4 separate regions of the Mus musculus genome follow, and regions 2, 3 and 4 are each linked to region 1. Evidence: chromatin contacts called from public ChIA-PET and HiChIP or PLAC-seq data. All regions are on one chromosome and are shown on one strand. The core of a region is the stretch at or near the end of the contact, and the rest is flanking DNA. Distances in the headings are between cores, read along the strand shown.

Region 1 (3,565 bases), core at 303-2,802:
GAGGGGGGGGGACTGTTATATAATTAGTTTGGAAGGGCGCGGATTACATCTATCGCCCAAACATGATTTAAAACAAACTAGAAAATTGTCAGCATTTATACTTTATAAAGCTATTTCCGAGCGATAAAACAGCCAAAACCAGAGAGACGCCCCCCACCATGGCTTTCGATCCAATTCATTTAATTAAAGTAGAAATTAGAAACGTCTGCAAACATTCGATCACAAACAAGTCAAATGAACGAAGCCACAAACACAGAAAGGTCGAGTCAAATTACAGCCAAAAAAAAAAAAAAGAAAAAGAAAAAAAAGAAAGAAAAAGGTTTCAGCGCCCCCCCCCCGCTCGGTTTGCTGCCCCCCTCTCGCGCCTGGCAGTTGGGTTGCTGTAAATATCTAAAAACATTCTTGAGGTTTGTTTCTTTATAGTTATGTTGACAAAAAGGCGTCTCGAAATGCAAGAACAACAGCCATCGCCAGTGAGCATTCCACAAAGCCCGTCCCCCTCCCGGGCTTCGCTATGGAAGCCGACTGCCCCGCACCCAGGCTTAATTAGCGCTCGACACCGGCCGCCCGGCCCACCCAGCACCACATAAACTTTTGGTTCTGCCTCCCCTGGGTCCCTAGGTTCGGGGTACCGGACCTGCCCGTCTCGGTCCCCGCACCCCGCGCTGGCAACGAGCGACTCGGCTCCCGAAGACTAGCACAAAATGGAAACAATTGGAAACGTATCCGATTCCCTTCCAGAGAGACAAACAGCAAATCGTTCGAAAATACCCCATCCCCTGCCACGTGCCGCTCTCCAAAAATGCAAAAGTTCTTTTTTTTTGTTTTCTGCATTTCATAAGCATCGTTTCTTTTTCTCCAAAAAAGGCAAAAAAATGTTCTTAAAATTTTTTCCTTCCATTTTAAAATGGGGAAGAGAGAAACGGGGGGAAAAAAAATATGGTCGGTGACCAGAGAAGAGAGACAAGATGGTGAAGCTCAGGCACAACTGTGGAGAGGCAGCAAAAAGCGAGTTAGCCCGGGGTGGAAAGCGGCGGCGATTTTACCCCCTTTGCGCCCGAAAAACTGGGGCCTGGGACCCGGAGGCGGCAGTTAAGAGGCTCGCGCGGGACATGGTGAAGGTCTGGGGTCCCGGGAAGGGGCAGCGGGAGGGATTTCACCGAAGAAAGAGGAGCCCGCGGCGCCGGAGGGAGACAGGCTCGACGCCGCGGCGGTGCCACTGCTGGGCTGAGACGGAGAGACCGGGGAGCCGCCGCCGCCACCGCCCGCGGAAGGCAAACTCGCTCCCCATCTCCATTTCTGCGCCAAAAAGTTTGCGGGTCGAGCCCGGGGGGACTGTGGGTGCCTCCGTGGGCCCCTACGAGGCCGACGGCGAGCGGAGCCCGGCTCCGGGAAGGCGGGCAAACGGAGAAACTTACCCCCCTTCTCCTTCGGCTGGAGCTCGGCAAGCGAGAGGCGGCGCTGGCGTTGGAGAGCGGCAGCGGCGCGGCGAAGGCTGCGAACACAATTGAAAGATGGCTGACACCGAGGCTTTCCCCTACACACGCCGCCCCGCCCCGCGCCGCGCTCCAGCCAATCACACACAATGGAGGGAAGGCTCGGCCCCGCCCAGGGCCCCCGCGCGCCCCGCCCCTCCCCTCCCCCCGCGCGCTCGTTCGCTGGCGCGCGCTCGCTCCTCCCCCGCGCGCCGCCCGCCCATTCCTCCCGCCGCCTCTCGCGGTGTGTACAAACACAAAAGACACGCCGAGGGGCCCGCCGAGGGGCCGTCTGCCCTAGTCCGTCCCCGGCCCACACTCCCTCCCCGTCGGACGCAGGCGTTAAGTGAGCCCCCGAAGCCCAGCTTTGGGGTGCACAGCGGGGGGTGTGGGGGCGGGGAGGGCGGCGCGGGCTGCGGACCAGCGCCCGGCCTGCGGGGGGAGGGGCATCGCCCCCGCGCGCGCCCCCGAGGTTCCCGGCCCGTGTGGGGGCGGGGAGAAGGCCGGGACCGTACGGTCGCCGCGCCCCAGTTGAAAACGCGCCCAAGCGGGAAGCTAGCTGGCAAAGTGGAAGCCCCAGTCCCGCGCCCACTTTCGGACCGCGCGGCGCGCCAGGGGCGGGGGACCCGCGGGCCTCTTCCCGCCTTCGCTCCCCGCCGAGCGCGGGCCGGTCCGGAGGCTCGGGCCAAGTCGCCTGAGGACAAGTCGGTCGCAGACTCTAGCCCCGGGAGAGGAGGGGCAGCCTGCGGGGCAGTGCGGAGACTGTCAGCGCGTCGCAGGTGGTGGCACCGGGGCCGAGGGACAGGGCTCGCCCTCTTCCTAGGCCGCGGTTCTTGGTGCAAGATGGCTGTTATTTTGTAAGCCTCTGAGACAATGTGCAACACAGCTGTAGCAGTCTAAGGCAGAGTAGGCCTTTCCACCCCTTCGCTGTTTGGAGGAGCGCTGCAGAAATCTCGTGACATAAGAGTCTAATGTCAGACACAGGAGGCTGAAACGGCAGGTAGAAGGAAAAGCTGTTTCCCGCTTTCCTTCTGCCCAGTAGCTTGGGCAACAGACTGCATAGCTCAAGTTCTCATTAAGTGACCCACAAACATCTGAACCGTCCCCAGGTGGTATTGACCAGGCTACACAACTCTGGGTGAAGGCTTTCGGTAGAAGAGTCACAAAGGTCCCGTAGGGTACTGATGAAGGACAGTAGCATACATGTAATCTGAAGACCTCTCAAAGCAGTCTTATCATGAACATTATCCTGAAACAGATATGTGGAAATCAGATATGAGAGAAGAAATGGATTTGGCCAAGGTCACTGAACTGAGGAACAGACCCTAGAGGGAAAAAAAACAACAACCCAGGCCTCCTGTTTCATTATTATTTAATGAGTGTTAAGTGTTGATGAACACATGCAATCTGCGATACTACCCTAAATGCACATATGCAAAAAACCCTCCACAGAGCTGCCAGTGAAAAATTCCTATAATTTGAGCCAAGAAGCATTTTTTCCCCTCTTGCTTGTTTGTGTTTTGTTTTCAGGAAACTAAAATATTTGTTGCTGGATTTATCCAAGAAGGCTGTTACATATCAATTGAATCAGTCATATCTTCAAGAAATGTTAGCTTGTCATAGATAGTACTATCTATGTATGCTAGGTTTCCTCATACATTCTTCCTGGCTTTAAGCAGATGTTTCTAAGGGATGGAAGGACCTTGTCTGGTGAACTACTTCGTGTGGATTGTGGGTTCTGTGAACCGACTGAAGTTGCCCATCTCTGACATGGAAATAGTAGTTACTTGTGTGATGGTAGTCCGCAAGCTCTTTCTGGAAATATGACTGGTTATCCTCTTAGTAATCAGGAAGTTTCCAGATTTGCCATATATATATATATGCCATATATATATATATATGGCATGCCAATTCTGCTCCGAACAATTTTTGGAAGACTGGGAGTGCTTCAGTGAACAGCACCGGTACCGGTCCAGCCCTGATTGAGTCCTTCTCTAGAAGCATCGCCTTGCACAGGGAAGCTGCACTTGGCCAGGGGACAGGATGCTTTGGAGCCCCGAGGATGGCAAACGACTGTAGCTAATAGAAAC
Region 2 (3,565 bases), core at 776-3,275, 480 kb before region 1:
ATGCTTTCAAACTCTTGATGTAGCTAATAGTGACTTTGAACTTCTCATCCTCCTGCCTCCACCACTACAGTGCTGGATTACAGGTTCGTGTCACTAGGCCAACAAGCCTGGCTTGTGCGGTGCTGAGGACCAATCACAGGGCATGGTGCATGTTAGGAAGGCATTCTGTTACCCATACTATGTCCTTAGTCCTGTATACATATTCAAAATGTGCCTAAACCAGTGTCTGGAAATAGCAAACACTACGTCGAAGTGTTAACTTTTGCTTTACGTTGTGGGAGCCAGCTAGATTCTATGGTAGGATATAAAGCCTGCTGTGCTGACTTCCAATCTGGGGACTTAAACCCTGCCAAACCCTCTCAGTGTCATGGTTAGGACTATCGTCTTGTCTCCCTTACATCCAAGCCAGAAGTTCCATCTCCATGTCCTGTCTGACAGCAGCTGACTGGCCAAGGATTACTCAGAGACTAAGGGCATGTTCCAGCAGCCTTCATTTCTCACTAGGGAAGGTTGACTGACTCACCTACAAGAGACAATAGCAACTAGGAACAGCTTCTCAGGGGCCGGCAAGGTAGAGATTTGTGGGAGCTTTGCTAGGCTCTTCAGTTGCTTCTACTGAGGCATTTATCACCTCTCAGATTAGACTTCATAGCTTGAGTAACTCCTCTTCTTGCCACTAGGGACCAAAGGAGGGAGTCTAGATAGAGGTGGCTTCTTTGTCTCACGGTAATACTAGAACACACACAGGACAGGCATCTTTATTCAGCCCCATTGAGGGTGAGAGGGAAACCAGATTCAAGCCTTCCAGGGTATGTTAAAAAAAATAAAAAATAAAACAAAAACAAAACAAAACAAAACCAGAAAGGACTTGTCCGATTCCAGGAATTCTTGGCTGGAAGGGCTCTTGGTTTCAAATTTGCTTGAGTCTTTTCCTGACCAAGCTGCAGGTTGCTTTGCTCACTTCAACGGTATTGTTACATAAACAAGTAAGCTGTCTGCTTGCTACAGGCGGTCAGGTTTTCCATCCGAGGTTTGGCTAATCAGGATATATGGGCGGATACAAGCTTAGGATTCTTAAATCTCCTAAACCTCGCAGCTGTGTTCCCTGTTTCCACTAAACGCTAGAGTTTAAGATTTAGGGAATTATGCAAAACAGGCTTGCAGTGCCGGGTGGGGCTTAAGTGTGTGTGTATGGGGGCAGGGAGTGTCCCCCGCCCTCCAGTGTTGCCTGGTGCCCCCCCCCCTTTATTTGAGGGTAGAGTAGAACCCTTGAAAACGCAGGAGTAAATTCACAGGAGACTGAGCAAGTGGTTGAAGACATTGATCGGGCCTCAGCCCCAGGACTATGCTTTTTCTTAAAATAACTTTTTGAGAGTTGAGTGCAAAAATACGCGAACAGCACAGCCTCTGTGTGCGTTTATAGATAACTGCTTAATGCAGAGCTCCTTCACACATCTAGCCTACAAGACACTCAGCAGCTCACAGTCCAACCAGTCTTCCAAAATTCTACCATGGTGCATTAAAACCTAAAACTGTGCAAGGAAATGCCCTGCAATATATGCAATATACCTTGTAAAAAGTTGCCTATTGTAGTACAAGTACACCCTCTGCTTAGGCAGAATATTACCCCTCTTTCGATGCTAGAAAAATCCCCCCCCCAGCAGCTTTGTTTAGCACACTCAAAATTTTATTAAAAACAGTTTTCAAACGTAGCTTCATAAAACTAGACACCAGCAAACCTTGGTCGAGGGATGGAAAATAAATCGTATATCTTTAACCCGCAGAAGTTAAAGTCTTTTTTTTTTTTTTTTTTTTTTTTGTTAGCTAACAATGGAAACTTTTTTTTTAAGTGTTTCCCTCCCTCGGTTTGCCAAGCAATAGAAAAAAAAAAAAAAAAGAAGAAAAGAAAAACTTGTTCCGCTGAGTTCAACCCCAGACAGGCTCACAACTTCCTTCCTGCTTTCCTCCCCCAAGCCCCCGCCTCTCTGCCTCCTCCCTCAACCCCCAACTTTTTTTTTTTTTTTTAAATCTTACATTGAACAAACACTGAAGTAGCAGGGAGCAGACGCTGACAGCGGTAGTGTCTCCAACCAAGCACAGAGCAACGCAGGGTCGGCCTGGCGGTGTCCCCTCCGGGATCGCCTAGTCCCTGCGCCGGTACATTCAGCTTCGTTGCACCCCACTTTTTCCGTCTTCCATAAGTTGTTGCGGAAACCCTTTGGGAGCTTTTTTATTTTTTTAAAAAAACTTTAAGCCACTTGGTCTGTACGAGCCCGGAGTCCCCGGGGCATGTCGCCTGCACGGGACCTGGAAGTCTGAGCAATTGCAGGTAAGCGTGGCGGCTCCTTCCTGGCCCTCGTCTCTGAACCCTCTTTCCGCTCCATCTGTGCTGGGGTTCCTCTGGGTGTTCCGGGGTCCGAGCACAGCACGGAGGTGAGGGCTAGAACGACGGAGAAGGGAGGCTGATTTGGGACGGTAGCGTGGCGTGGCCTTGGGGGCAGAGGAGGCGATTCGACTTTCCCATCGCCTTCCGGGCCGCTGCGCCGCCACCACCTCCCCGGCGCGCTGCGGGCGTCTGGGGCTCGGCTTGCCCGGCGGCTCCCCTGGCGCCAGGCGAGGCTGCCCGGGATGCGCGAGGCCCTGCCCTCGGCCGGCCGCGCTGCTCCGGGGCTTAGCTTGCGGGACCCCGAAGGGCTGCAAATTCTCAGGCCTGCACAATTAGAAGGCCTCCGGGCTGCAACTGTGCAAGCAAGCCCAGAGTTCCTCCGAGGGGTGTGGGTCCCGGAGGGGGCAGCTGGGTCCTCGCTAACAGGATGCGCGCAGGGCTGAGTAGCTGCGGACATGCATCCCCTCTCCCAAACACACACACACACACACACACACACACACACACACACACACTCGCTGCAGGGTCTGAGGGGACAGTAGGGAGCCACCAGGATTGATTCCAGTGCTGGATACTGCAGAGTTTGCTCCCTGGCGCGCACGCGTGCCCACATTCACAAAACACACTTGTTTGGAGACAGACAGACATCAAGGCTAGTGCTGAAAAGTGCCTGGACTGCCCCACCCCCACCCACCCCCGCGCTCTTCCCGGCCTTTCATAGGCCGAGAGGCATAGCCCCAGACCAGGATCAGAAAGAAAACGGTGGGCACACAAGTCCCCTTCCAGGTCTCGGCTCCAGCAGCGGTTTGGGGAAGGCAGGTCCGGGTCAGGTTCCCTGTGACTTGGCCTCTGATGTCCTGAGAGGGTGGAGCAGGGTTGCCTGTCATCCTCGATAGCCGGTGTTTGCTCTGGCCAAGGAAACCTGGCCAGTCTCGAGGAGGGAACCAGCGAGTTGCACCTCCTCCCTCGGCCATCCGCGTGGCTACCGAGACTAATTTCAGAATTTGGGATTCTAGGTGTTCTTGGAGTGTATCACAAGCTGGGGGAGGTGGACCACCGCCGGAAAATACCAATAGAGGCCATATCGAGGCGGCCCGGCTTGCCTCCTCACTGAGCATCACAACTCCTGTAGGCTAGACATCCAGGGGCACCCCGTCCCCAGCAGATTGGGGTCCCGGG
Region 3 (3,565 bases), core at 329-2,828, 380 kb before region 1:
TCTTGCCCCAGCCCCTCCTGATTGCTGCTCTGTTCTTCTTCCTTCTTGCTATGATGTGAAATTCTCTGCTTTACAATACTCTCACCACTGGTCCCCAACATAGATTAGAATCCCTGAAACGATTTGAAAAACAAATCCTTCTTCCTTTGAGTTATATTAGACGGTCTAGTCCCCCAGCTATGGGAAAGCTAACACGAGCTGTGGGTTGTTCTGATAGACAGGAAGAGGCTGGACGTTTCCCTTGGCATATGAGGAGCTAAGTGCTGGTCCCTGATCACCCCAGCACTGGTGATAAAATTGCAGGCACATCTCTCTCTGTCTTTCAGCCAGCTGCTCCTGAACCAATGACAGGAGATGATGTATTCTTTCTACCCACCTGATGCTCATGAACCCTGAGATGCCCTAGGAGAGTGATTTTCAACCTGTGGGTCTCAACCCCTTTGGGGGGGCCAAGTGACCCTTTCACAGGGGTCACCTAAAACCACCAGAAAAAAATCAGATATTTATATTACTATTTATTTTTTTAAAACCTTTTTTTATAAGATGTATTTATTTATTATATGTAAGTACACTGTAGACACACCAGAAGAGGGAGTCAGATCTCATTACGGATGGTTGTGAGCCACCATGTGGTTGCTGGGATTTGAACTCAGGACCTTTGGAAGAGCAGTCAGGTGCTCTTACCTGCTGAGCCATCTCACCAGCCCTATATTACTATTTATAACAGTAGCAAAATTACAGTTATGAAGTAACCAGCAATGAAATTAATTTTATGGTTGAGAGTCACCCTAACATGAGGCACCATATGAGAGCCACTGCTCTAGAATATTCCATGGGTACAGGGAAGCCCAGAGGCTAATTATCCCCCAGGCACTGATCTTTCCATAACCCACAAGGGTTCCATCTTGTTAGATTTTTTTTTCTGCCTATCCAGAACTTTCTAGATTCGTCACGAATTGGTATGTGTTCTGGCGTTTCTCTGGCTGTTGATTTGTAGCCTTACAGTCTTGTACTCATCCAGGATATGGAAATTATTTTAATGTTGTATCCTTGTACGAGAGGATGTCCCATGGGCTGCTGAGACGAGTAAGTACTATACAGCATTTGAATGAAGTGCTCTATAGATGTCTGTTAAGACCATGTGGTGTACAATGTCATTTAATTTGAATGTTTCTGTATATTTTGTGGTGAGGGGATGACCTATTGGTAAGAGTGTGGTACTGAAGTCACCCAGTACTATCATGCTAAGGTTAATCTGTGACTTTCCATCTAAATAGCATGCGTTTTATGAGATTGTGTGTACCTGTATTCAGGGCACATACATTTAGAATCATAATGTTCCCCCGATGGATTGTTGTTTTGTTCGAAGTCTATTTTATCAAATTTTACAACAGTTTTGTGCGTTCTCCTGTGTTTATCTGTAATCTATTTCTTTCCCTTCATCGGTAAATTTGTTAGGTTCCCCAGGTCTCCGCGCATCAGCTAATAAAGATGTTGGCTGGGCTGTAGACTGCACCTTGCCACCCCCGCTGCATTTCAGAAGATCCCCTCGTGGTGGCAACCGTCAGCTCTAAGTTCTGACTACTCATACCCCGTGCTCATTTGTGGTTAGCATCATTTCAACATCTATCTCACACACATTTCCTTTGCCAGCCAGTCCAACCTCCCAGGAAGGAAACGGGCACTGTGCACCCTCGGGGCCTGGTGCTTCGTTCAGAGTCTACATCCTTGGCTACAGGGGACCCAGTGAGCGGAGAAAATGTTGGATTGGTCCCCAAGGAAAGGGGAAGATGGCCATCCAAATGGAAAGACCAGCAGGTGAGGTTGTAGGGAGAGAGAGAGAGAGAGAGAGAGAGAGAGAGAGAGAGACGAAAGCATTCAGGGCAGCTGGAGATCTGATTACAGAAATGGAAGACACAGGAATTCAAGAAGCTACCAGGAAGGTCACATGGATGTTTATTAAATAGAAAAGAGGAAAAAGAAGAATAAAAGATTGCCAAAACCATATTTCCAAGGGTTAAAAAAAATTGGAATGCCAAAGAAATGCCATGCTCTGTTATCTTTATAACACGGGGCACTATATGTATGTACACTGTATTATGTATGTATGTATGTACACTCCGTATGTACACGGAGATATGTACACGAGCTTTGTTGCGGGTGGCGTTCCTCACCACGTGTACAGTAGCATTGCTGGAAGGAAGGTCTTCAAAGCTGGCAGAAGGCTGGAGGAGAAGCGGGAGCCCTGCACTACCCCTGCGGGGCTCTGTGGACCCCAAAACAAGGGTGGGGACTCAAGCCTGGGGACACTGAGAAAATTAAGCAAAAGTCAAACCTGGGCCCCATGCTTCAGTTTAAGCCAGGAAAGTCTAGAATCTTTCCAAGGGCTGAGATAGTCCGAGCAGTCTCCAAGAACACTTGTAATCTTTAGAATGGGCTGGCAATGCCTCCGTACCCCCGGGCCCCCACCCGCCCGCCCTCCACCCCCCACCCGCCCTCCACCCCCCACCTGTGCTTGGACTTGGGCATATGGGGTCCCTGTGAGAAGGAGTGAGAAAAGTAAGCCCCCGATGTCGTCAGAGAACAAGAAAATGTACAGCAGTTAATTTAACAGACAAAAGCCAACGGCAACACCAAAACAGTAATCCACAACACAACGCGGCCTGCTCTTAATACAGTGATGCTGCCAGCATCTTCCAAAACAAAAGAGCTCCCGGGTGCAAGGGAGCCAGCCCGGGAAGAGCCCGCGACTACTCCACAGGAAATCGCGGGATTCTCACAAGCCCCAACGTCATTTGTCTCTGCTTAAAACTTGCCCCCTCCTCTACTCCTTGCTGGCTCCTGGGCTGGGGCAGGCAGTGTACTCGTTCAGAAATAAAAATCCTGCCAGAGTCGCAGAAAAGCGTCAGGAAGAGGTCTCTGCCCCTCCCCCACACCAGCAGACCAATCCGGAGCCGGGGGGCTGCAGTAGCTCTGGATAGGGGGATGCAGTGGGAATTCTGATCCCACAGACCCCAGGAGAGGGCAACCGGTGTGCACAGTGGACGGAGTTGAGGAGGGGTGACTGGCCAGGGTGAGGACAGCAGTTTTGTGGCTTTGAGTTGTCCCCACACTGGGGTGGGGGCTTCTCAGTGACATAGCTTACCAAGAGTCACCAATGCTCCATAGACTCACTGGGTCCCAGACTTAACTTTAGTGGAGTCATTTCTTTAGTCTCCCTTGGGGGGTTGTGGCATACCGAACTAGTGTTTGTTTTTGCCAGGAAGAGTCTGGGCTCTCCCAGTGGGGCTGTGCTTGACTGGGCTTGGACTCTCTAGACTCTTGGCTTTGGCAAGGTTGGGGGAAATGACGGACTGGCCTGATTTCTATACTGTAGATAGTTAAATGGAAGGGCATTGCTGTAACAAGACTGTAGTCACTCTGATGGGATGCACAGGACCACTCTGGTTGGGATTCATTGTGTCCTGGTGCATCGTGGGATTGAGGCTGGGTCATACTCTGAGTGGAAGTATACACTGCCTCTGTGAGCATTCAGCTCTCAGAAACTAACAGGAAGAAAGATGAA
Region 4 (3,565 bases), core at 383-2,882, 350 kb after region 1:
TGTGAGGTATTACTGTACTGGAGAATTTTGAATTAACATTGTAACACTTTTGGAAATTATGTGAATTTATTGTAGCTGTGTTCATTTTTTATGTCATTAAATTAGTGTTCGATCTAACTGTCTTAGTTAGGGTTTTACTGCTGTGAACAGACACCCTGACCAATGCAAGTCTTAGAAAAGACAACATTTAATTGGGGCTGGCTTACAAGTTGAGAGGTTCAGTCCATTATCATCAAGGCAGGGACATGGCAGCATCCAGGCAGGCATGGTGCAGGAGGAGCTGAGAGTTCTACACCTTCATCTGAAGGCTCCTCATGGAAGACTGACTTCCAGGAAGCTAGGACAAGGGTAGTAAAGCCCACACCGAGTCCAACAAGGCCACATCTAACAATGCCAGTCCTTGGGCCAAGCATATTCAAACCACCACACTATATCTTGGGTATTCTAAGTTTCTGGGCTAATATCCACTTATCAGTGAGTACATATCATTTGAGTTCTTTTGTGATTGGGTTACCTCACTCAGGATAATGCCCTCCAGGTCCAACCATTTGCCTAGGAATTTCATAAATTCATTCTTTTTATTTTTTTATTTTTTTGTTTTTTTGTTTTTTGAGACAGGGTTTCTCTGTATAGCCCTGGCTGTCCTGGAACTCACTTTGTAGACCAGGCTGGCCTCGAACTCAGAAATCCACCTGCCTCTGCCTCCCGAGTGCTGGGATTAAAGGCGTGCGCCACCACGCCCGGCAATTCATTCTTTTTAATAGCTGAGTAGTACTCCATTGTGTACCACCTATTTCTTAGCTGTTGAGGTGATTGATATACTTAAAACTGCCATTGGTCTTCTTTACTCATAGAGTCTAGCTGAGAGGTTTCACTGTTCTGTTTCAAAAAGCCAGAAGGAAAAATATGTACATGCATACATATGTATGTACACAGACAGACAGACAGACAGACAGACAGACAGACAGACAGACAGAGAGAAGGGGATGTCCTAGAACTTGAGTTACAGTTATGAGCTGCCATACAAGTGCTGGGAACTGAAACTTGGTCCTCCTCAAGGACAAGAAGTGCTCTTAAGCACTGAGCTATGTCTCCACCCCAAGATACTGGTTTGTAAAGCATTATTTTAGCCAGGCATAGTGGTTTACATCTTTAATCTCAGCATTTGAGAGGCTGAGAATCACAAATTAGTGCCATCCAGGACTACTTAGTAAGATCCATGGTTCCCAAGTTACAGCAAGATCCTATCTCAAAAATAAGAAAACAAGAGAGACAGAGAGAGAGCGTAGCACTTTAGGGGCAGGGCTAGGGTGTGGTCCTTACTGCTACCAGTGGGCAGCCTGAGGCACTGTTTAGTCTGGGCTGCTGTACCCTGTGGGGTGCATCCTCCCCTTTTCTATCCTCGTTTGCCTTTGTCGGCTTCTTGTTTTGGGTACATCGTGGTTACCTTACCCCCTGAATGTGATCCGTAGTTGAAATGGTTGGGGTGGATGCTTTTGTTTAAAAAAGATTTTATCACCAGATTGTCAGCTTTTATTTCAGGGGTTTTCCATTTCTCTCACACCTGCTCCAGTACCTTTCACTCAGCTTGCATTCAGGGAATCCTTAAATGGAAGTAAAGTTTTGGGGAAATGCTCCCATTGTTTTAGAGAAGGGTGGAGCGCATGCCTTGGATCTGATGGCCACGTTGCTCACCCAGTGGGATCTGGGCTCTACTACCTATTGTGAGATTTAGGGTGCACTTCTTACTTAGCCTCTCTGTACCTTGGGTTTTCATCTGATCATGGGCTCTCACTAAAACTTACCTCATGGGATTGCAGCAAGAACTAAGTGCTATGAAGTGCTTGAGTTTATCATCTATAGTAAACTCAAAATCTTCAAATTATCAGCGACAGCATTTAACCTGCACTGTACACTGTGTGTTTAATGAGCCTGACTGGTTATTCTGTTGGTAACTGAGTAAGGCTGAGTTTTGTCCATGCGCTGGAGTCATTTGTTAGTCAAGGTTGATCTTGATCAGATGATCAAGAACAAGGTTGATCCTTGCACATAAGATATATTTCTCTTTTTTGTTTATTTTCATTGTTTTTCAAGACAAGGTTTCAGTGTGTAGTCCTGGGTATCCTGGAACCCACTTTCAGGCTGGCCTTAAACTCATAGAGATCCACCTGCCTCTGCCTCCCAGGTGCTGGGATTGAAGGTATGCGCCACCATGCCTGGCTGTGTCTCATTTGTAAAAAATTATTTATTTTTATTTTTTATGTGCATTGGTGGTGTTCTTGTGTATGTGTCTGTGCAAGGGTGTTGAATCCCCTGGAACTGGAGTTATAGACAGTTGAGAGCTACCTTGTGGGTGCTAAGAATTGAACCCGAGTCCTCTGAAAGAGCAGCAGATGGTCTTAACCAGAGCCATCTCTCCAGGCCCTTTTGTTTTGTTTTATGTTTTTTGTTTTTCGAAACAGGGTTTCTCTGTGTAGCCCTGGCAGTCCTGGAACTCACTCTGTAGATCAGGCTGGCCTCGAACTCAGAAATCTGCCTGCCTCTGCCTCCCAAGTTCTAGGATTAAAGGCGTGCGCCACCATGCCCGGTTTTTTTCTTTTTCTTTTCTTTCTTTTCCTTCCTTCCTTCCTTGGTTTTGGTTTTGGTTTTGGTTTTGGTTTTGGTTTTGGTTTTTCCAGACAGGGTTTCCTGGAACTCACTCTGTAGACCAGGCTGGCCTCGAACTCAGAAATCCGCCTGCCTCTGCCTCCCAAGTTCTAGGATTAAAGGGGTGCGCCACCACCCCCCCAGCTTTTTTTTTTTTTTCTTTTTCTTTAAAAAAAAATTTTTTTTATGTGAATATACTGAAACTGTTTTCAGATAACACCAGAAGAGAGCATCAGATCCCATTAGAGATGGTTGTGAGCCACCATGTAGTTGCTGGGAATTGAACTCGGACCTCTGGAAGAACAGCCAGTGTTCTTAACTGCTGAGCCATCTCTCCAGCCCCCTTTATTTCATTTTTAACTGAGGTGATTTTTCTTGAGTATTTCCTGTCCTGATGTCACCTCAAGTGACAAGAAGGAGCAGTATCAATCCCGAAGTATTCAGCTTGGCAGTTGTAGTCTGTGGTAGTACAGAGAATGAGGGAGAAGACGCCTGGGTCTTATCCTCACAGCTCACAGACCAAGAACCGCTTGTACGCTAGGCCACATAGGAGCAGGATGGGCTGTGGAAGGAGACCTCACAACTGCACTGAGTTAAGGTCAGCTACCCAAAGAAGGTGCTTCAGAGGCCAGGCCAGCCATGAGTCACCATTAGTATTATTATTTATACCGAGTCTCTCTTAAACTCACAGAGATCTGCAAGCCTCTGCCTCCTGAGTGCTGAGAAAAGGGCATGTGCCTACTTTTTTTTGATTTTTCGAGACAGGGTTTCTCTGTGTAGCTCTGGCTGTTCTGGAACTCACTCTGTAGACCAGGCTGGCCTCAAACTCAGAGATCCACCTGCCTCTGCCTCCCAAGTGCTGGGATTAAAGGCTCGCTCATGCACATGAGTGCGGTGCCCGTGGAGGCCGGAGGCATTA

Evidence for each region. ChIA-PET counts read pairs in DNA pulled down with a chosen protein or histone mark. HiChIP or PLAC-seq counts read pairs in DNA pulled down with a chosen protein or histone mark.
Region 2: an RNA polymerase II ChIA-PET map of memory CD8 T cells shows a contact between it and region 1, with 416 read pairs. The contact joins the promoter of Itpkb here to the promoter of H3f3a in region 1. A contact is called at or near these places in 4 of 115 datasets of contacts at active chromatin or transcription factors (bone marrow-derived macrophages, double positive thymocytes, effector CD8 T cells and 1 more).
Region 3: a contact with region 1 is called in an H3K27ac HiChIP or PLAC-seq map of the HPC-7 cell line, with 11 times the contacts expected there. The contact joins the enhancer-like site here to the promoter of H3f3a in region 1. A contact is called at or near these places in 8 of 39 promoter capture datasets (the 3T3-L1 cell line, 3T3-L1-derived adipocytes, the HPC-7 cell line and 4 more), 4 of 115 datasets of contacts at active chromatin or transcription factors (the HPC-7 cell line, embryonic stem cells, extraembryonic endoderm stem cells and 1 more) and 1 of 9 other capture datasets (embryonic stem cells).
Region 4: an H3K27ac HiChIP or PLAC-seq map of embryonic stem cells shows a contact between it and region 1, with 3 times the contacts expected there. The contact joins the enhancer-like site here to the promoter of H3f3a in region 1. A contact is called at or near these places in 3 of 39 promoter capture datasets (the C10 cell line, erythroid cells and pre-B cells), 1 of 484 Hi-C or Micro-C datasets (embryonic stem cells), 2 of 115 datasets of contacts at active chromatin or transcription factors (effector CD8 T cells and embryonic stem cells) and 1 of 9 other capture datasets (pancreatic islet).

Annotation. Positions count from the first base shown.
Region 1 is chr1:180,812,053-180,815,617 of GRCm38.p6, forward strand. It overlaps H3f3a (H3.3 histone A), which reads right to left and starts at 1,553. Exons shown (of 4, transcript NM_008210.5): 1 at 1,419-1,553.
Region 2 is chr1:180,328,451-180,332,015 of GRCm38.p6, forward strand. Itpkb (inositol 1,4,5-trisphosphate 3-kinase B) reads left to right here and starts at 2,026. Exons shown (of 8, transcript NM_001081175.1): 1 at 2,026-2,329. It also overlaps the pseudogene Gm5069.
Region 3 is chr1:180,430,448-180,434,012 of GRCm38.p6, forward strand. Stum (mechanosensory transduction mediator) reads right to left here. Exons shown (of 4, transcript NM_001081227.2): 4 at 1,926-3,565. Among named protein-coding and RNA genes, the nearest start is that of Gm39712, 24 kb to the left of the region's middle. Within about 2 kb of position 1,579, at least 122 of the 459 cell types and tissues checked have an H3K27ac peak or open chromatin away from gene starts, as enhancers often do. A contact at or near this core is called in the HPC-7 cell line and pre-B cells, where this site is marked.
Region 4 is chr1:181,162,264-181,165,828 of GRCm38.p6, forward strand. The region is part of intron 4 of Cnih4 (cornichon family AMPA receptor auxiliary protein 4); the gene reads left to right. Among named protein-coding and RNA genes, the nearest start is that of Cnih4, 13 kb to the left of the region's middle. Within about 2 kb of position 1,633, at least 5 of the 459 cell types and tissues checked have an H3K27ac peak or open chromatin away from gene starts, as enhancers often do. A contact at or near this core is called in embryonic stem cells, where this site is marked.